Linked DNA regions of Mus musculus: all the other regions are linked to region 1. The links are chromatin contacts, called in public HiChIP or PLAC-seq and promoter capture Hi-C maps. All regions are on one chromosome and are shown on one strand. Each heading gives the region's core, a stretch centred on a gene start, on an enhancer-like site or on the middle of the called end of the contact. The rest is flanking DNA. Distances are from core to core; before and after follow the strand shown. Region 1 holds the start of Nup54 (nucleoporin 54). Region 2 overlaps Shroom3 (shroom family member 3). Region 3 holds the start of Sowahb (sosondowah ankyrin repeat domain family member B). Region 4 holds the start of Gm36764 (a long non-coding RNA gene).

The links. Promoter capture Hi-C pulls out the DNA fragments that hold promoters and counts their contacts. HiChIP or PLAC-seq counts read pairs in DNA pulled down with a chosen protein or histone mark.
Region 2: a contact with region 1 is called in an H3K27ac HiChIP or PLAC-seq map of embryonic stem cells, with 4 times the contacts expected there. The contact joins the enhancer-like site here to the promoter of Nup54 in region 1. A contact is called at or near these places in 1 of 484 Hi-C or Micro-C datasets (embryonic stem cells) and 7 of 115 datasets of contacts at active chromatin or transcription factors (the NIH/3T3 cell line, embryonic stem cells, large pre-B cells and 3 more).
Region 3: a contact with region 1 is called in a promoter capture Hi-C map of embryonic stem cells. The contact joins the promoter of Sowahb here to the promoter of Nup54 in region 1. A contact is called at or near these places in 3 of 39 promoter capture datasets (cranial neural crest, embryonic stem cells and second pharyngeal arch cranial neural crest) and 1 of 115 datasets of contacts at active chromatin or transcription factors (pancreatic cancer cells).
Region 4: a promoter capture Hi-C map of liver shows a contact between it and region 1. The contact joins the enhancer-like site here to the promoter of Nup54 in region 1. A contact is called at or near these places in 2 of 39 promoter capture datasets (cranial neural crest and liver), 3 of 115 datasets of contacts at active chromatin or transcription factors (bone marrow-derived macrophages, embryonic stem cells and pancreatic cancer cells) and 1 of 9 other capture datasets (embryonic trunk).

What each region holds. Positions count from the first base shown.
Region 1 is chr5:92,430,618-92,436,796 of GRCm38.p6, forward strand. Nup54 (nucleoporin 54) reads right to left here and starts at 4,582. Exons shown (of 13, transcript NM_001359995.1): 1 at 4,387-4,582; 2 at 3,605-3,766; 3 at 422-505; 4 at 184-336. The coding sequence starts at 4,453. Gm42114 (a long non-coding RNA gene) reads left to right here and starts at 3,994. Exons shown (of 2, transcript XR_880431.3): 1 at 3,994-4,365; 2 at 4,976-5,452.
Region 2 is chr5:92,960,861-92,967,695 of GRCm38.p6, forward strand. Shroom3 (shroom family member 3) reads left to right here. Exons shown (of 11, transcript NM_015756.2): 10 at 1,231-1,503; 11 at 3,496-4,899. The coding sequence ends at 3,864. Among named protein-coding and RNA genes, the nearest start is that of Gm36764, 45 kb to the right of the region's middle. Within about 2 kb of position 4,016, at least 21 of the 459 cell types and tissues checked have an H3K27ac peak or open chromatin away from gene starts, as enhancers often do. A contact at or near this core is called in pro-B cells, where this site is marked.
Region 3 is chr5:93,040,489-93,047,612 of GRCm38.p6, forward strand. Sowahb (sosondowah ankyrin repeat domain family member B) reads right to left here and starts at 4,534. Exons shown (of 1, transcript NM_175270.4): 1 at 635-4,534. The coding sequence starts at 4,370. The coding sequence ends at 2,088. It overlaps Gm52780 (a long non-coding RNA gene), which reads left to right. Exons shown (of 3, transcript XR_003955751.1): 3 at 1-394.
Region 4 is chr5:93,003,944-93,010,701 of GRCm38.p6, forward strand. Gm36764 (a long non-coding RNA gene) reads right to left here and starts at 5,124. Exons shown (of 3, transcript XR_880434.2): 1 at 4,300-5,124. It also overlaps the pseudogene Gm6450. Within about 2 kb of position 1,753, at least 101 of the 459 cell types and tissues checked have an H3K27ac peak or open chromatin away from gene starts, as enhancers often do. A contact at or near this core is called in embryonic stem cells, liver and pancreatic cancer cells, where this site is marked.

The DNA.
Region 1 (6,179 bases), core at 3,332-5,831:
CTTTTTCCTAATTCCAAGAATGCATAAATATTATGCATCTTGGAATAACTTTCTGGAATAAATATTATGCTTTCGGAACTCTTTGGGATACAGTTACAGTCCTTAAAACTAAGGCAATCTGTATCCGAAGCAACATTGCTGTTACTGCCACAATTTTATAGCTGAAGGTAAAATCCCACTTACAAGTCTGCTGCTGCTGCTGCTGCTGCTGGGTATTAAATCCTCCAAATCCAAGTCCGGTTCCCAAGCCAGTGCCTAAACCAGTGCCAGTTCCCGTCGTTGTGCCAAAACCAGTACCAAAGCCAAAACCTTTGTTCTGAGTGCCACCGAGAAGGCCTTTCAATGAGAAATCAGAATTGAGTAAGCTAAAAACATCAACCTGTGCCACATTTATGTCTTAGGACTTAGGATAACCTCTTACCTGTACTGCCTGTGTTTGTTGGGGCTGAAAAGCTGAAGGCAGAGCCTGCAGTTGTAGTTGTTGTTCCAAATCCTCCAAACCCACCTAATTAAAAACGGATAAAACGTAAGGGTCCTTTTGTGCACACAGCGGGGATTGCGTTTTCATTTCAAATTGTTTTGTAAGTAGTTGCTAAATATAAAGGACATATTGATCTAAATTTTTCTTTTCTTTTTTCAACATAGGTTAAAAAAATCCTAATTACTTACTAATCAGAAGGTCAATGCATTGCAAGAAATAAATGACCAAGTGCTTTAGACAGAAATAATACAACACAATACAAATCCCGTTAACTAAATGGGTAACGTGATTGAAAAAAAATTAGACTGTCCTAAGTCTAAAATGATATATATCCACTTTTAGACTAGCTATTACAAATTCAAGCGTCCATACAATTTTGACTAATAAATTAATGACTGTTTACTGACAGTGGAGCTGTTTAAAGTGAACCCCTTAACAAAGAGCATTCTCGAGAGTCCAGAAGGCTACTGTAGGTGTGAGAACGTCACCACTCCCCTCTCCCCTTCCCCAGCAAAAATAGGAAATCTAGATCCTTTGCATAAAACCTGTAGGGGTTTGCAGAGGTAGGGAGTGAACGAATGGCTGAGTAAGTCCTCTACCCTGAACTATGTCTATAGCTTACTCACAGTCTTTTCAAAATCTCCTAGTTCAACGTTGCTGTTTTACAACGAACTCAACTGTTTAAACAGTGCCAAGCATACGATGGCAGCAGATGGCTTGCTTTGCCAGCTCTCAACCGTAATTCTCGTGAGTTAAATTACATCTCCATTAGCTTTCATTAGGGATGCCCTTAGTCTGTGTGAAACAACTACTAAAGGAAACGTACCAAAACATACCAATATGTCTACCTCTATAAAATAAGAATGTCTTTTTTTTTTTTTTTTTTTTGAGACAGGGTTTCTCTGTGTACCCCTGCTGTCCTGGAACTCACTCTGTAGACCAGGCTGGCCTCGAACTCAGAAATCCACCTGCCTTTGCCTCCCGAAAGAATGTCTTTCTTGAAGGAAGGAAAAAAAAAAAAAATAAGTGGAGAAATGGCAAAGAAGGTAGCCTCAGCTACCATGGGCCTGCGTCACACTGTGGCAACCTGACAGGTTCTATTTTTAACTAAATCTATTTAAAAAAAAAAAAAAAGAAAATCAATCTTGGTATATCTTAACAATGTAAAAACAGAATGAAATGACAACCTAATTTAAAGTATTGGCAGCAGTTATCTAGTTATAAATATGCTGCCAAAAACTCTCAAAAAAAAAAAAAACACTTGAACTCTAAATGCTGAGTTACACTCCAAGTTTTCAGAGATTCTAACTTGAACCTCATATATTTCTTGTAATAAGAGAGCCTCTTCAAGATTGCAATGAGATGGATGTCTTGGTATACGCCTGCAATCTCATAGAGAGAGACACTAAGGCAGGCTTACAGTTTCTAAATGACCCTGAACTACACAGTGAGATGCCATTCTAAAGAAAAAGAAATGAATTAGCTTCAATCAATTTTGTGGCACTGGTATTAAATCCAGGACCTTGCTCATACAAGGCAGGCAAGTAGTCTACCACTACCCTGTACTCTTAGCAATACAATTCAGATTTTAAAAATTATTAAATAGGCAACTGAACACATGTTAATTTATAGATTCTATCAAAATACTGCCAGCCAAACATTTTGACATAACCTCTAAAATAAATACTGTCTATAGAGCCCTTTTAACTTCCTACTTTCAAATAATAACTATGTTATTCGAATTGGCTACACACTAAAAATGCTAGTCAGTATCTTGTCATGTTTCAGATTATCAAAAACACTCTTATTAGTAATAGTAGTCCTATATGGATACAAAAAATGTAATTTTTTAAAGCTCTCTCCTGAAGGCTGAGTTAATTAACATATTTGAAAATAGTCAAAACACACTTGTATTTGTACAATTCAAAGTAACAGCGACAACGCCAAATGGACATGAAATCAAGCAAATACAAACAGGTTTATTCGTTGCTGTTAAACTATATGGTTTGCTTTATTCTGAAACATAAATTTCAAAATAAGGTTTGTTTTGCCCAGTGCCAATTTTAAGCAAACTAGGAAAGGTAAACACCCCAGGGGTGGTGGGTGCGGCTTCTAATATTTCTTAATGAGTCCCTTTATCTTTGGAATTTCCAAGTATTTTTCACTATTTTTAACTGAGAGGATAAGGTGACATCAACAATGTAAAACCCAGTAAATGGACAAAATCCCCAACTTTCCCAGTAAGTTTAGAAGTAAGGCTTACCAAATGCATATAATTGGCACGGGCAGCAGTGGCTTGACGGAACATAAACTATGGACAGTACATTCATATACGAGCAGCTGAGGATGGAGAGTTTTCTAAGAGTCATACGGATGTCGAGCTCACATAAGCCTAACTTAAATTGGGTCGTACACATCCATTAATTTGTGTTCTGAAAAATTTCAGTGATCTTCAAACAAGCCACAGATTAAAAAAACCAAAAAACCAAAAACCTTCATCATCCTCTTTTTGAAAGTAAAAGATGCCGAGCCTACTTTTTAGAACTCAGTGTTAATTGGTAAATTAAAACTACTCATGGAAAATTTCCCAAAAACCCAGCAAAGAATCCGGGATTCTTTCTACAATTATATATAGAAATACATCCTAATATATTGAGTTAATGCTAGAAAAACATCGTTACAGTTTGAAAAACAAGACAGGTCGCTGCTGTTCGTATAAGACTTGTTTCTCTTGGAAACACAAGGACAATAAGATGAAATCCCAATGAAATATGTATTAAAAAATGAAAAATGACTGCAGGAGTCCAAGAATCCCAGGGAAACGCTTACCTTCTGCTAAAGCTAATGTTTTAAAAAATATTCGGTTCCCAACTTATCATTTGGAAGCTGTGCTCTGTATCATTAAATGAAAATCCAACCAAGGTGCATTCTAATTCTTTAAGGCTTTCCAAAACCCACATCTTTTAAAGCAGCCAAAACTTTAAATATATTTGATTTGATCTTAGGAAATAAACCCCTTTCTTTATTAGACAAGTGCCATTTCTTCCCCCAAACTCTAGGGACATCGGAACATTCTTGGACTCCAGCCCCCATACTCGTTACACACATGACCCCAGTATCTACCTGCACTCGCCAGACTGTTACCAAAATTGAACGGAGTCGCCGAGGTAGTAGAAACACCGAAATTCCCAATATTAAAGTTCACTGCAGGGTTAGCGGTTAATCCGAAACCCCCAAAATTAAACCCACCGGCGGTGGAGTTGGCAGTCTCAAGCCCACCAAATCCTGATAGTCGTGGAGGCAAGAGAAACAAAAATTTGAAAAGGTGAGAGGAGGGAAAGAGAAAAGGAGAAGAAAGAAAGGTAAGAATTACAAGAATCAGCAAGAGGTTTCACAGCGTGAACAAACCTGACCTGCACCGGATCAGGGGAAGAAAGCCAAGGTGCGGACAGACAGAAGGAGCGAAGGGCAGCACGGGCGGGGGCCGAGCATCCCCCCCCCCCGGGCTGGGGAGGGGACAGAGGGAGCTGCGGGCAGCCTGGCTCCAACTTTACCCGTCTGGACCTTGAGGCTGAGACGGACGAGGGGACGCGGGGTCCCGGGAAATGAGAGGGGCGTAGCCTCCGGCCTCTCCTGGGCGGACACCCCAATGGCGGGAAGCACCGCGGCGGCCGAGCCACGCGGGTTGAGCGTGCTGTGCGAGCCCCAGGCTGAGCCTGAGCAGCCCGCGGCCCTCCCACCGCCACCGCCGCCGCCACCACCGCCACCGCCCTCTCCAAATGACTCCAAGGTGTCCCGAGTGCCAGGGCAACCCCGGGACCCCCCAGCCGGACCGATCGGATCGAGGGGGCGGGCCCGAGGCTTTGGTTCCTTGGAGGAAGAAGGTAGGCCCAGGGCTGACTCACCCGCCGGTGCCGCGGTGGCTGTAGAGGTGCCCGAAGTGCCCGAAGGAGCCCCAAAATTGAAAGCCATGTCGCGGGAGCAGCACTTAGATGGCCCCGGGCTCGCGCGGCGCGACGCCCAGTGCCCTCCGCTCTTCTGTCCGGCTGGGAACCGTCAGGCGGTCCGTACCATTAGTTCCGCCTCCTTCCCGGTCTAAGCGGAGCAGGCAGGAACCAAGCAAGGATGGAGTGGGTGGGATGATCGAACGGGAACGCCTACCACCGATCACTTCCGGGGGTGTGTTTGTGGCTTTCACGTGGTGTGGGGCGTCACCACAAAGGGGAAGTGATGAGAAGTTGGACATGGGGTGTTGTATGGTGGCTCTCTGAAGCCACTTTAGAGAAGTGACAGTGTGCAGGGACCGCGTGAAAGTACTGCCCTTACCTCTGAGGAGCGGTCCTTCCCGGAGGAAAGGAGGTTTGAGTAGATAAAGCAGTTGAGAAAGAGGCATTCGAGAGTGATGGAAAGATGATGGCGATGGTGGTAACACGTGTGTTAGCTATGTGGAATGCACGCTAGTAATTGTTTTTGCATATTTTTTTAAACCCCCAGCTGCGTTTCAGACAGTTTACTACTATTGTCATTGACCAAGAAGAAGGGCTGACCTCGATGAAGCAAATGGGCCCACTAACTGGTAAAATCTGTGCCCTGCATCGCACTTCTGGGGAACATTTAATCCTCAACTACACAGAGAAGATTTCTGTCGTTGACTAATTGGCACAGACGAGACAGGAGGACTGAGGATTAGAGTTGCAAAGCAGCATCCCCAAAGTCACTTCGCTGGTTTTTCTCTACTTAGCCCCGATTCTTTTCTCCTTTTAAAAATATTTATTGTACATGGCACTGTGTTACATTAGGACATCTTGATACAAGTTTATGTTGTATTTTGAATATATATTCCTACTCCTAAATTTTCTGTCTTCTCCCTGTCTCTCCCATTAGTTCCCTAGTAATTTTACTTCATTTTCCATGTCATATGATTTATGTGTTTAATTAAACCTAGGAATCATAAATGAATTTTTTTCCTTCTGTGACTGGCTTAATTCACTTAATAATGTTTATCTCCAGTGATATTCAGTTTTGTGCAAATGACAACATAACTTCCTTCTTAGGGCTGAAAACTCTTTTGAGTATATACCATCCTCTGTTTCTGATCCATCCCTCTGTTGTTAGGCAACTAGGTTTGTTAACAATTGTGACTAATGCTTCAGTAGAGATTGATATACATCTATGTGATAGACTAACTTGGAGTCCTTATAGACATAGCTGGGTCATGTGGTAGATCTAATTTTAGTTTTCTCAGGAACCTCTTTGCCCCATTTTGTGTGTGTGTGAGAGAGAGAGAGAGAGCACATGCATGTGTGGGAAGAGTGTATACACACATATGTGCACACGTGCCTGAAGGCCAGAGATTGACATGGGTGTCTTCCTAATTTACTCTTAATTTCTAATACAAGGTCTCTCAATAAATCTAGATCTCATCGCTTATTTGGCAAGACTGTCCAGCCAGCAAGCCCCAGGGGACTCCTGATTCTGCCTGCCCAGTGTTATGGTTATACATGAATGCCACTGTGCTCAGCGTTTGTTTAATTTTAAATATGGGTGATGAAGATTAAACTCATATCCTCAAACATTAACAGCAAGCACTGTACTGACTGAGCAGTCTCTCTGGCCCCACCTTTTAAAAAAATTACCATTACATTCTGTTTCCCTGCCGGGCGTGGTGGCACACGCTTTTAATCCCAGCACTCGGGAG
Region 2 (6,835 bases), core at 2,766-5,265, 530 kb after region 1:
TTCCAGGCCTTGGCCTTGAACTCACAGCCATCCTTAAGTGCCAGGACTGCAGGAGCTCACCAACATGCCTGGCTGAGAAGAGTACTCTCTGCTAATACTTTGAGTGCCCAGCCTGGCAGCTGTACCTGCAAGGTTAAAAAAGACCAGGGCTGACTGGGCGACCTGACCTGACCTGGCAGTGTCTGCTGTTTCCCACCCGTGTTGCCTTCAGCTTGTCTCTTCATAGGCACAAACTTATCCAAGCTCTGTGCTAGTGGGCAGCTTGTTACTGAAGTCTGCTGCGCTGTCCCACAGTGATGGCTGCCAGCGGAGGATGCTTTTGGGGGGGAGGGTAATAGCATAATTAACCCTAATTACTTTTTCCCTCCCACTCATGTTACCGTGGGCCGAGTCTTCTGTTGAGGAAATGCTTAGACACCTTACAGCTTTTCCCTTAGAAGTGAGGTTTGTGTCAGTTAAGCTGCCTGTAGCCACGGAGATCTGGAAAGTTGAACTGACAACAGGATGTCACTGTTTAAGCCAGAGCTTCTCTTCAGAAATTAGTAGTTAGAGGCTTACGTTACATAGTTGTGGCAAGCAGGTCCAGATTTAGTTAAAAGGCAAAGCTGAGTGGCTTTCTGATACAGTGTCACCATCAGTGTGTGTAATGGTCATGTGAGAGCCCATCTGGTGATGCATGGGCCTGAGGTGGGCGCATCCCCAAGTCTCACCCTCCCCGCTGTATGCGGAGGACTAGATGAGGCAGAACCTGTAGCTCATAGTAACTGCCCAAGGCCAGCTATCCAGCTCAGCTCTCAGACCGTGGGTGCTGGAGGCCCTTCACTCCGGTTCCGTGGCTGCTCGTTTGTAGCCGAGGATGTTCACCCCGCCCCTCCTTTCTTGCTCGTGGTATTGTGCCTAGTAAGAAAGAAAGGACATTGAATGAGAAGTTAACAAACCAGTTGGAAAGGCAGAACTGTATGCAGCATTACACAGTGAGGAATATGACTAGTGCGTGTATAATCAGGTGTGGGCTGGGGAACTCTGAATAGGCTCAAAGAATGGCAGTTGTAGACATTCAGGGAAAGGCAAAGGAAAAAGAAAAAAAAAGTTCTGATTTGAGTCATCAGTCCCCACAGAGCTGAAGAGCTTTTAGCTGAACCTTGACGGCAAGGGCGGGGCCGGGAGTGCCCATCCACATTCCAGCAGCAGCCCTGGCTCAGCTTGGCTCTGTGTCTCTCACCATTCTAGGCTGAGCTTATCGGAAGCCTTACCCACAAGCTGGAGAGCCTCCAGGAAGCCAAGGGGAGCCTGCTCACGGACATCAAGCTGAACAATGCCCTGGGAGAGGAGGTGGAGGCTCTGATCAGTGAGCTCTGCAAACCCAACGAGTTTGACAAGTACAAGATGTTCATAGGGGACCTGGACAAGGTGGTCAACCTGCTGCTGTCCCTGTCTGGACGCCTGGCCCGCGTGGAGAACGTCCTCAGAGGCCTTGGTGAAGACGCCAGCAAAGAGGAAAGGGTATGTGGCCTAGCAGGTTACCGTCTGAGCCCTCTGTCCATAGAGACACTTCTCCGGGATGACCATCGCTGTGGGTTGAGAGAGCACCTGCTAGGCAGGATTCAGTGTGGATACTCTGGGCAGATGCACAGGGCCTAGGGCCTCTCCTTCCTCGCAGAGATAAAAACACATTAGACGCTTAAAGGAGAGGAGGACCACAGAACCACTGGGATAAGAGGGCAGAAGTGAGCTTCAGGGAATCTGCACGATGGGCCCAGCCGTGGGCAGGTACGTGGGCACGACTGTGCTGTCCTCCACTGGAGGGACAGTGCTGTTGTGACAGACACTTGGCTTTGCGCTTCATGTGCAGTGTCCTGAATCCCTACCATGCTGCATTAGTGCTTGACCTCTCTAAAAACAAAAATCTCAGTAGAAAGAGGACAGCTGACCCAGTCAGTACCAAACTCAGCGTCTCCACGTGCCATGATGACAGGGGGAGGGGAGGGGAGGGGAGGGGAGGGGAGGGGAGGGGAGGGGAAGGAAGGGAGGTCCATAGGCTTCAGAGCTGCAGTGTTTGATCTGAGCCGCAGTGAGGAGTGTGCGAAGCTTTGATGGCGACAGTGCTAGGAGCTCAGGCTGTGCCTCAGACTTCTCTTCATGGTGAATCAGACACAGCATGTTTAATTCAAGCCTCAGAGTGATTAGGGAAAGAACTGTCAGAGTGGGGATATTGATAAAATTCACCCACTAACTTTGTACTGTTTTCTAGGATTATTATAGAAATCCTATGAGCTAGCTGGGCGTGGTGCTGGCGGTGGTGCTGGCGGCGGCACACACCTTGAATCCCTTGGAGAGGCTGAGGAAGGCAGATTGCTGAGTTCAAGTCCAGCCTTGTCTACATGGCTTTCCAAGCCAGCCAGGGCTACATAGTGAGCCGCCACCTGACTTGTCAGATAGGGGATTTGAGGCAGAGTCACGTGACCCTTTAGCAGTCCTAGGTCAGGTAATTTGTACTGAGGGATGTGTAAGTCACTGCACTTCACGATTGGATTCCATCTTACATTGTCTCACTCATGTTGTCCTGAAAGGTCTGAAAACTATTCAATTCAAAACTCTTTTAAAGTACTTACTGTGGCGTTTACACTGTGTCGGCATATCAGATGCAGGACACATGAAGTATTTCCAGGAAGTCGATGGGCCCCGAAGAGGCGGCAGCTTACTACTGGGCTGGTGTGGGAAACTCTGAAGTACGACACCAACGTCCTTCTTGAACAGAGTTTTACTCATGGATAGAGGCCAAGCAGCAGCCCGGGGTGGCAGGGATGTTGGTTTTGTTAAAGATGAGGAATATATCCCCATTGTTACAGATTGGGAGGCACGGAGTTCAGAGCCCTGCCTGCAGATGGTTTAAAAACCTTTTTTAGCATATATATATATATGTATAAATATGTATATATATGTATATGCATATATATATATGCTAATAGGCAAATACACACACATATATATAAGCTAATAGGCATATATATATATATATATGTGTGTGTATATATATATATATATGCTCCCCATGTGCATTACCAGAAGAGGCCAGAAAAGGGCATGGATTGTCCTGGCCCTGGAGTTGGAGACCATTGTTACTGCCATGTGGGTGCTAGGAATTGAATTCAGATGTTCTACAACAGTCAGTCTGTGCTCCGAACCAGGGCTCCATCTCTCCAGCCCCCTGCAAAGTTTTTATTCAGCAGATGGAGAGGTGGGGCACAAAGTACTCAGAGAACTTGAGGATTGGCTCAGTAAGTGTAGAGCTAAAAAGGGCAGGTTGTTACCACAGCCATTTACCCACCACAGAGTGTTCAACATAAGGAGAGAAAACAGATAGTAATAATGGCTATAGGTACATCCATCCATCCTTCGCACTGTTGAGTAGAGCACTGGTTTGCAGCCCTGTGAGAGGCAGGAGTCTGCCTCCTTGTCTTATGGCTGCCTTACCTGTTCATTTTACCCTGGCAGAGTTCTCTGAACGAGAAAAGGAAGGTTCTGGCTGGCCAGCATGAGGATGCACGGGAGCTCAAGGAGAACCTGGACCGGAGGGAGCGCGTGGTGCTGGATATCCTGGCCAACTACCTGTCCGCCGAGCAGCTGCAGGACTACCAGCACTTCGTGAAGATGAAGTCCACACTCCTCATTGAGCAGCGGAAGCTGGATGACAAGATAAAGCTGGGCCAGGAGCAGGTCAGGTGCCTGCTGGAGTCGCTTCCCTCGGACTTCAGGCCCAAGGCAGGGGCCATCTCCCTCCCTCCAGCCCTCACCGGCCATGGGACTCCTGGGGGGACATCTGTATTCGGTGGTGTTTTCCCAACGTTGACCTCTCCTCTTTAATCGCTCCTGTAAGCCCTGGGCAAAAGCTGCCACTCTCACCACTGTTCAATCTGAAAGCGATTTCACTACAAACTGCGGTTTGAGTTGTGGGTTACTGGGGGCTTCCTGAGTAACAGGAAGAGGCTTTCCAGGAATCTCTCTTGCCTTTCACGGTTGGTCTTCTGCGAGCTTGCACGCTCTGTGGAAGAGAGTCGGTGACCTGCGGCCTGATGGAGGGTGTCTGGCACGGGTTTCCCCAGGCTGAGGCGGCGGAGATGGGTGTGTGGCACCCTCAGGAATGTATCCACAGCGGCCTTCCTTGCTGGTGGGCAGTGCACCCTGATACCAGGGCACAAGTACCAGTCTGCAACACAAAGCCTTAAAAAGACACACACACACACACACACACACACACACACACACACACACACACACGTTAAGAAAACTGTAAAACCCCTGAACGTTTTTGTTATTTATATTTTTAAAAATGAAAAAGATCGTTATGTTTGTGTGCTAACCACTTACTTGATTCTATTTTGTGGTGGATGTAGGCAATTATGTTTGAGCTTTGTATTTCGTGAAAACCTTAATGAAGAATTCCAAAGATAGTCAAATTGAATATGGAGATTTTTGCGGGTTTTTCTTCTGCTCGTTTTGTGTGTATCTGCTGTTGGGTGGCTGTGTGCGCCACAGTAGGTGTGTAGAGTTGTACAGCTTTGTGTGGGTTCCGAGGCCTGACCCTGGGTCATCAGGTTCTCCCATCGCAAGTCTCTTCACCCACTGAGCCCTCTCTCCAGCCCCAGTCAGACGTTAATAAAGATGGGTGGCCATTCTGCACTTGTGCTATGCTGTGAGAGGTCCCAGTTTCCATGGTGATCGGGCCTTGCCACGTTTCTCCAGGAGGACGGCTCAGTGGTGACATCTCGGGGTGTGTTCCTCCTTGACCAGTTTATTCACAAAGACAATAGTTCCCAAGCCTGTGAGAGATGAGTCTAAGCCAGTTCAAAACCGAGTCCGTGCTGCCATCGTAGAGGAAATACACTTACTAAGCGACACAGTCAGGATGGTTTAGTATTTTTTAGAAGCTGGTTTTCCTAAATGTCAGACCTGCAGGTCATGAGAGCTGATTTCTATTGTCAAGTTTCAGTGAAAGCAATTGAGGGGTTCTGTGGTACAAGGTATAAGTCTACTCAAACAAATCAGGATGCCAGCGGGGCTGCAGATGTCCCAGGAGCCAGGCTGGGTACAGCCACTAGAAAAAGTAAGAGTGTCATGTTTTGGGCAGGTGACACACCACAAACTTTCTGCTTGTTGTTGACTTAGAGGCCACCCAGAAGTTTCTTGGCAGCCGTCAGCCAAAGCTCTGTTCTGTGGAGCTTATACACCGTTCAAGTGCTCTGACCCTGACAGGGTTCTTTTCTAATGCTCCGTTCAGAGGGGCCATCGTGACTCAGGAGGCCAGAGAGAAAGCCGTTTAGCAGCCACATTGCACTGCAAAGTTATTCTGGAGTTAATACTGTACGCCCAACTGACACTTCGTTAGATGTGGACCAATCAGAAGCCTGAAACCCATGCCTGTAGGTAACTGTCTTTCCCAGCCAATGCCTCCAGATGTTCTTAGTAAATGCCTTGGAGGAATTTTGGGGCTCCCAGAACACAGCACTGTTTAAAGTTACTCTTCAAGGACAGTGAGGTGGCTCAGCAGGTAAAGGTGCTTGCTGCCAAGCCTGAGAACCTTGCGTTCCATCCCTGGAACCTGCATGGTAGAAATAGAGAACCCACCTATGTGCTCTGGCCCTGTGCACCCACACACACACATGCAGTAGGCGAAGGTGAGAGAAAGTGCTTGTATTACAGGCAGGAGTTCAATCATCAAAACCCATATAAACCCAGCAGGACATGGGAGGGCACTGGTAATCCAGCACCAGGGAGGTGGGGACAAGCACACCCCAGCCTTGCTGGCCAGCCAGCGAGAGTCCCTACCCCAAAACATAGGGGAGACAGCCTGAGAGAGGACACCTAAGGTTGCCCTCTGCCTTCATACGTGCAAGTAGAAACACTTGAGGATGACTGGGGTCAAACCACACATTGTCAAGATGACTTCTCTGACTTAGACACATAAGTAATTTCACAGCAGAGTGACAGGGAATATTGGAACATTGTTAGGCCACCACTGAAGACCCTCCAGAGCATGGCATCTGTTCTGTTGCTGTTACCAATATCCTTCCCCGGTTACAATGAAATGAGTGAGGTGCCCGTGGGACTGTGAAATCTGATTCACGGGTGGATGTGGTTGGTCTTCATTGGTGCTGAACTTGACCCCAGCACTTTGAAGAACCACTATACTTTCAAAGTAGATTTTAAATGCCTCCAAGTAGAAAGGCCTGCGTTTTCATTCCTTTTCAGTTCTCTCTTCTCACTATTTAAAAAAAAAAAAATTCATTTACTGTAGAAACCTCCTCCTAACAGGGTCCTCCTCGGAGACAGAACAGAGATGACAGTCATGTCTTCCCCCTGGGCGTCTTCCTTCCCCCTGGGCATCAGAACACAGGGCTCACAGAGTGCTCGCTCCTGTCGCTTCTCACTCACGGTGGGCGCGGTGACCTAAGAATACACCAGAAACCCAGGGAGTTCCAGGAAAGAGTGCGTCCTGTGACCAGTCAGGTCACCTGGGAAGTTCCAGCCTGTCCCTACAGGCAGCTGACTCAGAGTCCCTGGTGCTGTTCCTGGTGGGAGCTGCCTTCCCCCTAAAGAATGAGGGAGGAGCCACAGAGTTCTCCAAGACACTGAACAGTTTCCTTTGCCCCCCCCCCCCCCCCCCGGGGTACACTCTAGGTTTCACTTTGTACAGCAAAATGGGCCAGCGCGGGCCAAATCAGCAGCTGCCATTGAGGTGAGAAGGCAAGGGTGGGTCCTGCCGGTTTCCCTGTTTCTCTCTTAATATCTGACCGAAACTCACTCAGTCTAAAAAGGACATATATGCCTTAAATGC
Region 3 (7,124 bases), core at 3,284-5,783, 610 kb after region 1:
CCCTTCCCCTTCTCTCTGCCTGCCTTCCTCCCTCCCCTCCTCCCACCCCCAACATTTAGTTTTTTAGTTGGTACTCATTCTTGACACATACACCCCTTCTTCCTCCTGCCTATTAGTACAAGCTTCTCTCTGTTGTAATGAGGCTTTGAAAGACAACCTGGGAACAAGTCAAGGTAAAAAACAGCCAAGAGCAAATAGTTTAGGGTTTTAGCTCCTAGTGAAGAGACAGCCTGTCAACCTGTCCCACTCACCTTTAAAAACCCCACAGAGTTGTGCAGAGTATGTGTTGAATAATCTGATCTTGCTTCACAATGTGTTAGATCCACTGGCTCTTAAAAGAAGCTGTTTGCTAGATTATTTTCATAACTGTCTGTTTTGTAAACTTAAATTTACACACACACACACACACACACACACACACACACACACACAGAGTCATTCTTCTCAGGTTTTCTGATTTGATTTCCCAGTTTCTCCCTTTAGGTAGGGGATGAAAAGGCCATTAATTGGAAAAGCTCATAGAATCTATTATTCTGTCTTTTTGGTTATTAAAAATAAATAGGAGGGTGGGCACTTGAATAATACATATAAGGCCCCCAGAGAAATGGAGAGAGATAGACAAGAGAAAGAGACTGATTTCAGCAAAGTTATATAGTTAGATTACAATGAAACAAAAAAGATTGGACAATCACAGACTTCATTATGTAAGAACATCAGCAACGATCAGCTTGACACAATATAATAACAGCTTGATACAATATAATAACATAACAATCAATCTGCTGGTCTTTTAATGCAGGACAATAACAGAAGAATACTTTTTAAAAAAATACAGCATCACACATGAAACTATTTCCATAAAAAAAGTAATCTCTGTTTGATCAATGAACTTTCCAGCCCTCTTTGGATTTACATTCAGAATTTACACATTCTCCTGGGGTCACAGAGTCACCTTCAGCCAGGGACCTGCAAGGATTAGCCTCTTCCTGAGAACCGAACGGGACACTTCCTGTTAGACATTCAGTACTTCAGGGCTAATAGTTAATCTTAATTGGCAAAAAGTTTAGTGCAAATAAAGTTATACTTAGCAGCTTCACAAAGTTCTGATGCTTTTAACACTTACTGCTTCCCCAAAGGGAATCCAGCTCTTTTCCCGAGTACCAACTTTGATCTTCAGACATGTGGAACGCTGTCAGAGATGACCCTGCTTGCTACACATGGAGTTTCCCCCTGCAGGATGAAGAGTTTCAGTCATAACACAGATGAACTAAAATGCGTTTCCTCTTGGAAAGCTCACTTTGAGTTGGTACAAAAACAAACAACAGCAAAAACAAACAGAAAACAAAACCGAGTCTGAGTGTTATCATTTGTCTAGGGAGTGGAGTCACAATCATTCCTGAATGTCACTCATCTGCTTCTCCGGTCAATGGCAATGACACCCCGAGAAGACAGTCATCAGTTTACACCAAGCACTGTAGACGATGCTCGCAGGAAGGTGCAGGACTGAGGAAATCTCTTCAGTCAGATGTTACACTCTCCAGCAACAATTTTATTTCACTGGCTGGACTTGCCAAAAGGCACATAAAGAAAATGAAGGGAAGCCATCTGACTTCAAACTGGTGCTTTCCACTCAGCCAAGATTCATTCTAGAGATGAATAGAAGCCAAAGAACTTCCAGCCAGAGAAGAGTGTGAGTTCCGGCACTTCCATGAATTGCCTCCCTTTGACGCGTCCTTTCCCTTTCTAGTAAGGCCTGGCTGGCACTGCCTCAGAAAATACTGTGCCTTCCTGTGCCCTGACCCCTGGCTGGCTCAGGAGAGAGAGGAACCCTTCGCAGGCTTGAGTGCCTGGATCAGCTTTGGTCCACATTTCACAGTCCAAACATATGAGCCTTCAAGAAATTGAGATGACCCTTGAGGACACCATTTCACTGCTCCTCAATCTTTATCAACTCCTAACAGTTTCTGTTTCCCTTGGGTTCTCTCCACCTACTTAGTAGCTTGGGGAGTGTGTGTGTGTGTGTGTGTGTGTGTGTGTGTGTGTGTGTGCGCGCGCATGCGTGCGCCTCTTGGAGAAAAAAGCCCACCTCAGTCACTATACTCTTCTCTCTCCTTTGAGGTGTGGATTTTCTCATATTGGCTGGCCAATTTCCATTTGTTGTGCTGAGTTTTGAGCAAAGCAGCCAAGGAAGTCTTCCGGGTGACATTTCTAGACACTTCCCGGCTCTTGACCTTCCTGGCTGGGGAAGAGCTTTGGACTAAGGAATAGACAGGGAAGATAGGTTTGCCCCGGGGTGCACCCAGGAGCTGCCACGTTTCCCCAGAGACGTTACTGTTCAGATACTGCCATGGCTTCTTGCCACTGCAGTCCCGAATGTTCACCCGAGAAGCCAGTCTTTGCACTAGCAATTTGATGACTCCCTGGTGCCCGTGAATAGCTGCAAGGTGCAGTGGGGTATAGCCACAACTGGACCTCACATTTACATCTAGTGCAATGCCCGCCTTCTGGGCTCCAGAGACCAAATCCTGAAGGGCACACAGGTCACCATGCTTTGCTATCCAGTGCAAGGCTGTGTACCCAGTCAGGAAGTCTCTGTGCAAAGCCAGCTGGGGGTCCTCCCAGAACAAAGTCAGCACGTGAAGCCAGGAACCACTGGCAAGCCTCACAATCCACTCATGCTCCCTGGTGTCTAGAGGGACAAGGGGGGACCTGTGCTCAGAAGGTCTGTGGGGTATCAAGGCTGCAGATCCATCCCTGCTTGGGATCCATGAAGAGTGTGGCTGACTGGCCACAGCATTAGCATCTGCCAATTTCTGTACCAAAACAGCATCCACCCTTGGGCTGGGCAGGGCTCCTGCCTTGGAAGGTTTCCTGGACCGAGGTGGGCGCCGACTCCTTTTCCACAAGTCCTCATCAGGATGCTCCTCGTCTGAGGAAGAAGGAGATTTGGTTCTTCCTGTTCGAGAGCTCCTCCTGACAGACCTTCGGAACTTGAGGGCAGGGAAGGGCTCTTGGGGGTGGTCTCCAAGGCTTTTAGCCACTGTTGGGACCTTCCGAAAACTGGGCGCATTCCCTCTATATCCGAGGTCCCGCCGGATCAGGCAAGGGCTGTCGTTTGGTGGCAAAAACAGATCCTCAACTGGATCCCTGAGCTCCCCCCAGGAGGAAGTTCTCAAGACAGGTTGCAGCCCCTCTTCGGGGGTTCCGGGAGATTCTTTGGGTCCACTGCTGCTCTCCTCACTTCCATGGCTCTCTTGCTCCACAAAGTCATTCAGATCCTGGAGGGACAGCTGACAACGAATGCTTCGAAAGACGGTAGATGGAGCGTTCCCTGGCCAGGATTCTGAGGACTCATCGAGAACCACGGGAAGGAGAGAATGAAAAGACAGAGCGGGCTCTGGCAGCGCCGAGCTGGTCTCCGAGACCCCAAAGGCGGTTTCTGAAGGTAGCTGGAGGAAGTTGTCTGGCAACACCGACCAGGCGCGAGTGGGCGCCTGGATCTCGGGCTCAGGCACCTGCAGGTATCTGGCTACCCACTCTTGAGTGCGCTGGTGCTGTTGCTGCAGCTGCTGGGTTGAATGGTTCGGGGAGCCGGCGGTAAACAGCTCCAGTGGCTCTCTGGAGGGCGCCGGGTGGGGCGGGAGAGCAGGCGGGGACGTCGGGCTGCCAGCAGCCTCGACGGCGGTCGGAGGCCAGACAGGCGGTACAGATCCAGGCGCGTGCTCGGCGGCCTCTCCTTCCCTCAGCCACCCCGGAGCTCCGAGGTCATCCCGGGCAGGTGCAGCGCGCTCCGGCTTCTCGCAGGCGACTGCAGGGTCTCCGAGATCTTCTGGCAGCGGCTGTCCGGTGGACTGTCCCCAGCCGTTCTGCTGGCACTCCCAGCAGCAGCGTCCTCGCGTCCCCACAGCCGCACACCTGCCTCTGGCTTGAGCAGCCTCTGGCTCCGGTGTCCTCTGGTTCGGGCTGTCCTCCGGGCTGGGGTCTGGCCCGGCCACCTTCTGCGCGCTGCCACCTACGTCCACCTGGGTCCCCGCACCTGCCGGCGGCTTCTGCGGCTCCGGGTCACGGCGGCGGTGGCCCCGCGGCTTTCCATCTACAGGGCCCGGTCGCTGCAGGCCCTCCTCCCCCAGTAGGTCCCTGTACCTCCTCTTGAGCACCACGTACTTGGTGCCGTCGGGGTCCTGGCGCACTGCGGCCACCGAGTTCACGAAGCCCTTGAAGCGCTCGCGACGCTCCTGCAGCTGGCCTGGAGACACGTGAGGGTCGCGCAGGAAGCTCTTGAAGTGGCTCAGCAGCTCTGCGTTACGCACTCGGCCCCCGGCCTGGCACAGAAAGTCCAGCAGTGCCTCCTGGCTCAGCTCTCCGGCCATCGCTGCTGGGTCCTTAGTCCCTGGGGCGGCTGCGTCTCGAGCTCCCAGCGCACTTCCCCTTCGACCGAAACCCAGGCCTGGAGAGTGTCACCTGCGCCCAGGGTGGCGCCACCCGCCTCCATCAGCCGCGGAGGCCGGCGCCGCCCGCATCCCCAGGGCGCTCCAGGAGGGCCGAGGGTCCCTAGGGGCGGGTGCCCAGGCAGAGTCCCCGCGCGCAACCCTGGTGGCAGGGGGCGGCTCCTGGGCCGCCCCTGAACGACGCTGGCCTGTCGCAGCGAGTCCCCGCAGCGAAAGTTCCCGGGATAGGTCGGAGTCGGTTTCACCTGCGCTCTGGCTACGCCTCCTCCTGGGCTCTGGGGGAAGGGCTCAGCCCGCCTCCAGTACCTCCGCCTTCTGAAGTATCCCCCAACCCCCGCCACCCGTCCGGGGTGAGTCAGGCTGGTCACAGTCGCGGGCAGCGTGGGAGGTGAGGCCGAGGGCGAACTGAGCCGGAGGGGAACAGCTCTCCCGGGCGCGCAGCTACCCCGAGGCCTGGGAGATGTCAGGCAGGTAGGCGACTGGCTGTCCCTCAGAGTGCCCGCCAGGCTAGAAACTAAAGCAGAGGGAGGTCGACTAGGTCCCTCTCTCCCCGCGGCACGAGTTACAGCTAGAGTCTTCACGGGTCAGGGTCCAATAGATTGGCTCCCCGCTGTTTCTCTTTATTAGCTCGGTCTGGGGAGGGGCTCGGGGTTCCCAATTGCAGAATCCGGCGGGATCCGGAAAAAAAAAACCCACCGAGATCCAAACCAAATCTCTTTTAGTTTGTCGATAACAAGATACTGAGAAGGCGGCTCCCAGGACATTCTCTTCAAGGAGTTCAGACACACCTGCCTAAGTCTGTACTGAGAGCGAAATCACTCTGAAAGCTACAGACGAAGGTTGGGTTTTGCCTTTCATTTTCCGGCATCATTGTCTTATATTACAATGCTCAGTGCCAGAGGTGTTGGGGGAGGATTCGCTATCAGAGAGGTCATTTCCTAGGAAGCCAAAATCCAGAGGAATTATCTCCTTAGCTAAGGTATTTGATACCCAGAGTTATTTTTTTTTAATTTAGTCTAAGATTTGTGAAGAGAAGAGATTCGCTCCATCTGTTTCATGTTGACTTCTTTGTGAAGTCTTTGCTTTGAGAATGCAAGTTTTCCTCCACACATTTAAAATGTTGAAATCGCGACGAGGATTTGATTCCACCCCAGGAAAGGGGACGCTAGACTCTCTTGGTCTGTTGAAGGGCTGCTGAGTCCACCCTGATTCAAGTTTTTCTTTAGCCCCCTTTGAAGAGGGAAGAGTTAAGCCACAGCAGCACACTTCATCCATAAAGCCCTACATTTCTGTCTGGTCTGGGTGACTCTCTTTCTTCTTTATCTTGAGTTGATTTGCATACTGTCAACAGTACCTATCTCTTGTAGCCTCAAGCCCCTTTGTCTTCTGCACAGCCTCGTTGCAGCCTTCCCTCCCCACCTTCCCTAACAGCCACCCCAAATGTCTGTGTCTCTGCAGCCTCCCATGACTGCCACGTTTCTAGCGATAAATTCTCTATTTTCTCCTCTCCTTTTACTTCACTTTACAGTTCCAGATTTTTCACTAAGAATATCTCGAGTATGTTGGTCCTGCAACTGTCAACAATGTTTTGGTATGGTCACCCTCCATCCCCCTACCCCAGCATTGGGGGATCAAACTCAGGTACTCATTTGTGCTAGGCAAGCCCTCTGTCACTGCCACTGATCAGTTGACAGTCTGTCAGATAGGCCACACCAGCAGTGTTTCATTTAAATCCCAACAGAACCCTGGTACTTTTCCATGAAGGACTTGGACTCCTTGGCTTTAAATTATCTAGGTCAGAAAGAAGGACTGTTTCTGTCTATTTGGGGCAGTTTCTAGAATTGAAACCTAGTAGTGGGTTGGCATGGAGGAGCTGTTCCCACTCCATATAACTTTGACGCCTTAAAGTAGTTATTGAAACAAATGTTTTTATATGAAACTTCAGCTCGTGCTTGTATTTATTTACTGGTGTTGAGTCTCTCAGTGAGATTCACAAGTGTGGGAGGCAGAGTCCAAATGGAAACCTCAGATGGGCAAGTCAGGAGAATCCCTCTTTGGTGCCTTGCACAAGTACATATGTTGAGTTGTACAAGTGACCAAGAGGCAGAATGGGACCGTGACTTGCTGTACTTTAAGAGGAGAGAAAGGGGAGGGACCGATGCCAAAGGTTTTGACACCATTCACCTTCAATTAAGGGTTGAATTACTAGGTCTACAATTGTTTTGATGTGTGGATACCCAAGTGGTTTGGTGTCCTCTTGCTTGTCCTAGGGTAAGGGGATGGTTAGGTGGAAGGTTCTACATCTTATATAAGGGATACCTTCTTGCTTCCCTCATATTTAGCTCATTATTTTCAAAGGTTTTTTATTTTTATTTATTTTTGCTACATTGCTGGGCATTGCTAGAAATAGGTATATATAAAGAAGAACGTCTGTTAGAGAACTCTGTTGGTAACAAAAGACCAGAGAAATGGCATGGGTTAGCATGCTACTTGATTTAGGAATCACACATAAACTTAGGACTTTAGGATGGCACAGACCATGAGCTGGGGTCCCCGGGTGCATGAAGGAAGAGCTAAGGCTCAGCTCAGAGTGAGGAGGACTTTGCATTTTTAAAAAAGTGAGGCCATTAGGGCAGAAGACACTTCTGTGCAGAGGGCTCCTGCTTCACTTAAGTA
Region 4 (6,758 bases), core at 503-3,002, 570 kb after region 1:
AATCACATCAACGTGGAGCTGAGTCTTCTTGGGAAGAAAAAGAAAAGGCTCTGGGTTGACAAATGGTGGGGTAACAGAAAGGAACTGGCCACCGTCAGGAACATCTGCAGTCATGTTCAGAACATGATCAAAGGTGTCACACTGGGCTTCCGATACAAAATGTGGTTTGTGTATGCTCACTTCCCCATCAACGTCGTCATCCAGGAGAATGGCTCTTTGGTTGAAATCCGAAATTTCTTGGGTGAAAAACTACATCCACAGGGTTTGGATGAGGACAGGTGTTGCTTGTTCTGTCTCTCAAGCCCAGAAGGATGAGTTAATCCTTGAAGGAAATGATATTGAACTTGCTTCAAATTCAGCTGCCCTGATTCAGCAAGCCACAACAGTTAAAAACAAGGATATCAGGAAGTTTTTGGACGGCATCTATGTGTCTGAGAAGGGAACTGTGCAGCAGGCTGACGAGTGAGGAGGCCTCAGTTCCTGGCTCCAGAAACAAGATCCTGATCACAAGAACAATTTGGGTTCTTTTGGGAGAATAAAAGACTTATATATTGAAAAAAAATCTACTTATTTATTTTATTATACAACTGTTCCATTTTCACGCACATCAGAGGAGGGAACCAGATCCCATTACAGATGGTTGTGAGCCACCATGTGGTTGTTGGGAATTGTATTTAGGACCTCTGCTCGCTCCTGCCAAACTCTCTCAGTCCCTGCTTGCTCCAGCCCACAGATTTATTTATTATTATACGTAATTACACTGTAGCTGTCTTCAGACACACCAGAAGAGGGCGTCAGATCTCATTAAGGGTGGCTCAGGGTGGTTGCAGAGAATTGAACTCAGGACCTCTGGAAGAGCAGCTGGTGCTCTTAAGCACTAAGACATTTCTCCAGCCCCCCAAGATTCCACTTACATGAAGAATTCTAAATGCATGCATCTACAGAGAGTAGTTTGTTTAATGGATATTCGTCTGGGAAGATCGGAGATCAGTGTATAGGAGCTAACCAGTACCAGGCTGCCTTGAAGGGCAATACAAATATTCTAGAATTGATTGTGGGGATGATTTTACAACTCTGTGGTAATATTAAAAGCCTCAAAATGGTTCACTTAAAATGGGGGGGTCTATTTCTCGATATAATTGTAACCAAAAAAAAAAAATGATGGCTCTTAGAATGAAGAAAATATAAGAATAGAAAAACGGCAGGGTCGGGGTTTAAAAGAGAGATTGAGTCTGTTAAAGAAGGATCTAGAATGCTTTTGGAGTACACATGAGTGCTATGGATATAGGCTGAAACAGTGTCAGCCATACACGGGGGAGGGGCGAGGAGGGGAGAGGGCGGAGGGGGGGTGGGGGAGGATACGGGCGAGGCTGTCTGTGGAGGCAGCGGCTTATGCAAAGGCCAGGAGGTGGCGGGCGGAGTGAAGCACAGAGAAAGCTAAAGAAAGCAGCTAGGTAGGAGAAAAGCGTTAAAAGGCGGGCTGGCACCCGGAGGTGGGATACTGGAATGTAGTTCTTTGAACACGCCATGAGAAACCTTGCAAGTTCCTCCAAATGCCCATTTTTAAAAACTTTGTCCCCTGCAGTCCACAATGGAAACATGACTAAGGCACTTTCTAGCTTCAGGGCTCCGCTGCCGACCTGCAAGATCCCCTGTGGAACTTGAAGCCAGACGACCCAAAAGGTTACAAAAGCACAGGGCACTGCCCCCGGAAATAGTGTGTTCAACCAGAGGCAGGGAAGAGCTGGCGCGACAGGAAGCCAAGAAATTCCAGAAGCCGCATCTGCAGAGCCAGGAAACAGAAAGAGCTCTGCACCAAGCCACCCTGGAAGAGTAAGACACTCTGCTGACCGACTGGGGATTGAAAACCCAGCAAAACGCCACAAGGAAGGAAAACTGCCTGCCCGGGAAGGGGTGGAAATGTGTCAGGGAAGATTAATGTCCCAGGTGAGGAGCCCGCCAATCAAACAGCAGCACAGACTCCTGTAAATTCATAGCTTGTCCTAGTGCACTCCTGTGATCCCTGAACGCGGGAGGCTGAGGCAGGAGGGTCGGGTTCAAAGCCCGCCTGGGCTGCAGAAAGAGCTGGTGAAAGCTAGTCTAGACCACGTGATTAATTAAATAAAATCCTAAGGCTTGTTAGCTAGAGATTGAGTCTGCCAGTCCTGAAGCAAGCAGCCCGAGGCTGGACCGTGAAAAAATGGCGGGGACAACAAAGTAGGTCAGCTCTGATTTCACAAACCTATCTCCTAGGCAACGCCCAGGCAGTCCAGTCATGGGGACCTGGGCTCTAGATAAGTGCAGACTCGTCATGGATTCTTATTGTAGGAGGAGGATTCCTTGTAGCTCAGTTAAGGAGGGGGCAGGCCGGGAGCTATGGGAGGGCTGCAGAGTGCACCCCAACGAGATGCTTCAGCCTAGTCTGTCTTCAGGCAAGAGTTTATCATCTATACTGATAAACTGAGAAGAAAATGATGCTGATGCTGCTACCCCCACCCACCCCATGTCCCTGTTCGCTCTCCTCCCCTCCCCCACCAGACTGCTCTGCCTTTTCAATTTCCCATAGAGCTGCAGAAGTTTTAAATGGAGTTGATCATTTACTTATTTTGATTAAAAGGAGCAGCAACATCCACTGTCGTCACCTCTAAAAGTTCCGACTCCTTCCCTAAATGTACAGAGAACATAAACACTCATGCCCAGGCCTGAATACTCATTTTCAGTAATAGTGGCTGTGCCACACAACACAGACCCTGTTGCCAAGGAGTAAATAAATAAATAAGCCCTGAACATTGTAGTTAAAACCAGCCAGGTGGTGGTTGCACACACTTTTAATTCCAGTCTTTGGGATGCAGAGGCAAGCAAATCTCTGTAAGTTTGAAGCCAGCCTGATCTAACAGAGTAAGTTCCAGGACAGCCATGTCTTGGTGGGAAAAAACCATCAAACTGAAGTGTTTCTTCACCTGGAATGTGAGCCCACTCAGTGCTACGAAGACTTGGCGGGCCCCCAGTCTCTCACTGTGCCTGTTAGTGGGAGATGATTTGCTGCCGTGTCATGCAGTCTGGCTTCTTCCAAACAAAGCTAGAAATCCTCTCCTTTTGGTTTCTACCTATCTCTTCATAAAGAGCCATCCAGAAATGATGGTGGGGATTGGAGACTCCTGCTTTCTTCTGTACACTCAGCTCTGTTCTTCTCAACCTACGGGCATGGACCTCTGGGCTCTTATTCCATCCCAGGTCACAAGGGTAAGGCACTACAGTGCAAAGAGTCTTAGTCTGGAGGAGATCTGGGGTTTTTAAGTAATCTGAAAACGAAAATGGAGCTGACCATGGGCCTGACTTAGCCCAAGATAGAAAGCACAGTAGTTCACTTTTCAAGGATCCCAATTCTGCAGGACCACTTCAGAAACCCAGATGTTGGAAGGCATTCTGGGCTACTCTTCAAGGGCTGAGTAAAAACTCTGAGAGATTGGCAGAGCTCTAGAAACTCAGCCAGCCTCCCTACCACAGAGGGCCCTCACACACACATACACACAAACAAACACACATGGGCTGGAGAGATGGCTCAGCGGTTAAGAGCATTGACTGTTCTTCCAGAAGTCCTGAATTCAATTCCCAGCAACCACATGGTGGCTCACAACCATCCGTAATGAGATCTGATGCCTTCTTCTGGTGTGTCTGAAGACAGCTACAGTGTACTCATCATATATATATATATATATGTATATATACATATACATATATATATAACAAATAATTAAATCTTTAAAAAAACACACACATACACATATATACACACATACATACATATACATATAGACATAAACACACACATAAGCACACACATATATACAGATACACAGACACACACACATATACACACATAGGCACACACATAAGCACAAACACACCTCTATGCTGCCCAAAGCTACCACATGGCCATTGTTCAAACTGACATGGCTATACTGTCCCCTCCTTCCCACACAAGCCAAGACAATCTTTTTCTCATCACACTAAATATTCCAGTGTGGTCTCAAGCTTTTTATCCTCCCGACTTGGCCTCCTGAGTGCCCAGAGTTATAGGTAAGTGCCACTACCACCAGCTCCCTTCTCTTTTTAAAAATTCCCGAGTATTGGCTGGAACTGCTGCCCCATCCTATATCCACACCCACCAAAACCCTGCCTGCCCTTCAAGGCTGTGTACAGCCCAAAGCCTTCCCTCTGTTTTCAGAAAACAGGGTCCTCTGTCCCCTGAACTGAATGAAGATAAGTCCCATCTCTACATTATTCCATTATACTTACATACTCCATGCTAAGGTTATCTGAATACATGTGTGTTCTCTTAGAATGAGGTCCTGGAGGGCAGTAGTTACACATCATAGCATCCATGCCATCAGCTTTGGCCATATGTCTTATAAATGGACCTTGACCACTACATTCCCCCAAAGACACGGAGATGAGGAAACGAAAGTCGCCTGTCCAGTAATTTCCAGAGGTTTTATGTACATGGACTTTGCACAGTTTCCGGTCACTCTCCATCCAAACGCAAAAGCCAGATCTCAGAAACAGCAGTATCTTCAAGGTCTAAACAAAGCATGCGCTCCGTCTCCCTCGGCATCACGAATCATCCAAGAAGGGCATAAGCCAAGCTATGCCAACCATCCTTCACCATGGAAGATTTTCCTGTAGTACTGATAAAAAGAACTCTTTTAGCTGGACTTGGAATTGGGAGGCTGGACACCCAGAGCCAGCAGCAGCCACCACAGGACAGCAGACAACTGAGAACAAAGGGCAGCACGCCCATGGAATCAGTGACACGGAGCCTTTAGATCCAGAAATGTCACCCATTCTGAGTCACGTTGCCCATCCCATATAGTCAAAAGAACACTGCCTCGTGAACCCCCGACTATTCAGTAACTGTGAGTGGGATGGGCCATCTCATTTCAGTGTGCCATAAAAGAATTAGACAGTGCTACAAACTTGAATGGTAGACAAGGGACTATTTTTAAGACTATTTTAAAGAACATCACAGAATCTTAATAAAAATGTCGCAAATTGTACAGTGTCCCTGAATGATGGTCCTGACAGGTGGACAGAAAGGTCACCAAAGCATGAAGCTCAAAAGGTCAGAATTCGGTGCCGTCCACCTGAGCTCAGGTAGGAATAAGTTCCCTGGTTCTGAGTTATCTATTTCCAGCACGTCTCTATTGCTGCCATTCAGCCAGCCGTAGCTGTTCTTTTTGCTAAATCAATGTTCAGGAAATCCAAATGATAATTTCCCCTTAAAGTTGTATCTAAGGAGAAATACGTTTATCCCATTAATCTTAAAGTGGTGTGAAAGTTCATTCTCATTGTAAACAAATCATTTTCTTCTCTGATTTTATAGTAGTTTGGACTAGTTTGAGCTTTTCTCCTTGCAGCATATGATAAAATTAGATAGGTCAGATCCCAGCTAATGCTAATACTGTGAGCCCTTTATGCCTCAATGCCTTTTATTTATTATTATTTATTTATTTTGGTTTTGTTTTGTTTCTTAGTGTAGCCTTGGCTGTCTGGAACTCACTATATAGACCAGGCTGACTTTGAATTCAGAGATCCACCTGTCTCTACCTCCCGAGTATTGGGATTAAAGGTGTGCACCAGCACTGCCTGACTTATTATTTATTTATTTATTGTTTTGTTTTGTTTGTTTTTTTCGAGACAGGGTTTCTCTGTATAGCACTGGCTGTCCTGGACCAGGCTGGCCTGGAACTCAGAAATCTGCCTGCCTCTGCCTCCCAAGTGCTGGGATTAAAGGCGAGTGCCACCACACCCAGCTTTATAATTTATTTTTAATTCAGCATTTATTAGATAATACTACATGTATGTTTGCTTGATTGAACCAAACTGTCTTAGTCAGGGTTTCTATTCCTGGACAAACATCATGACCAAGAAGCAAGTTGGGGAGGAAAGGGTTTATTTAGCTTACACTTCCATACTGCTGTTCATCATCAAAGGAAGTCAGAACTGGAACTCAAGCAGGTCAGGAAACAGGAGCTGATGCAGAGGCCATGGAGGGATGTTCTTTACTGGCTTGCTTCCCCTGGCTTGCTCAGCCTTCTCTCTTATAGAACCCAAGATTACCAACCCAGGGATGTCCCACCCACAAGAGGCCCTTCCCCCTTGATCACTGACTGAGAAAATGCCCCACAGCTGGGTCTCATGGAGGCACTTTCCCAACTGAAGCTCCTTTCTCTGTGATAACTCCAGCTTGTGTCAAGTTGACACACAAAACCAGCCTGTACACAAACCTATGACAGTCATCAGAAATGTGCAGGCAAAGGCAGGACGGCCAGCACAAGGCCCTATGCTAGAGGCAGACTTTCCCTCACTATGTGACAGCTAAGAGCTTCAGATAGACACCTTGAGCATCAGAGGCGGGCTTTATGGGAATCCAGGGTGCTTTAATGGCGTGATTGATCTTAGAAATGTGTTTTCATTGGTGAAACTGAAGGGGGTGGAGATAGTGCAGTGTGTAAAGAACTTGTCCCCAGACTTACGTTTGGTCCCCAGAACTCTTGATAAACAACATGGTATAGTGGCACGTGACTGTCTCCCAGCATGGGTTAGGCAGACACAGGTGGATCCCTGAGGATCTCTCCCAGCAAGCCTAGCTTACTTGGCAAGCCCCAGAGACCCTTTTAAAAAGACAAAATGAAGCTGAGCGATGGTGGCACATGCCTTTAATCCCAGCACTCTGGAAGTAGAGGTCAACGGATCTC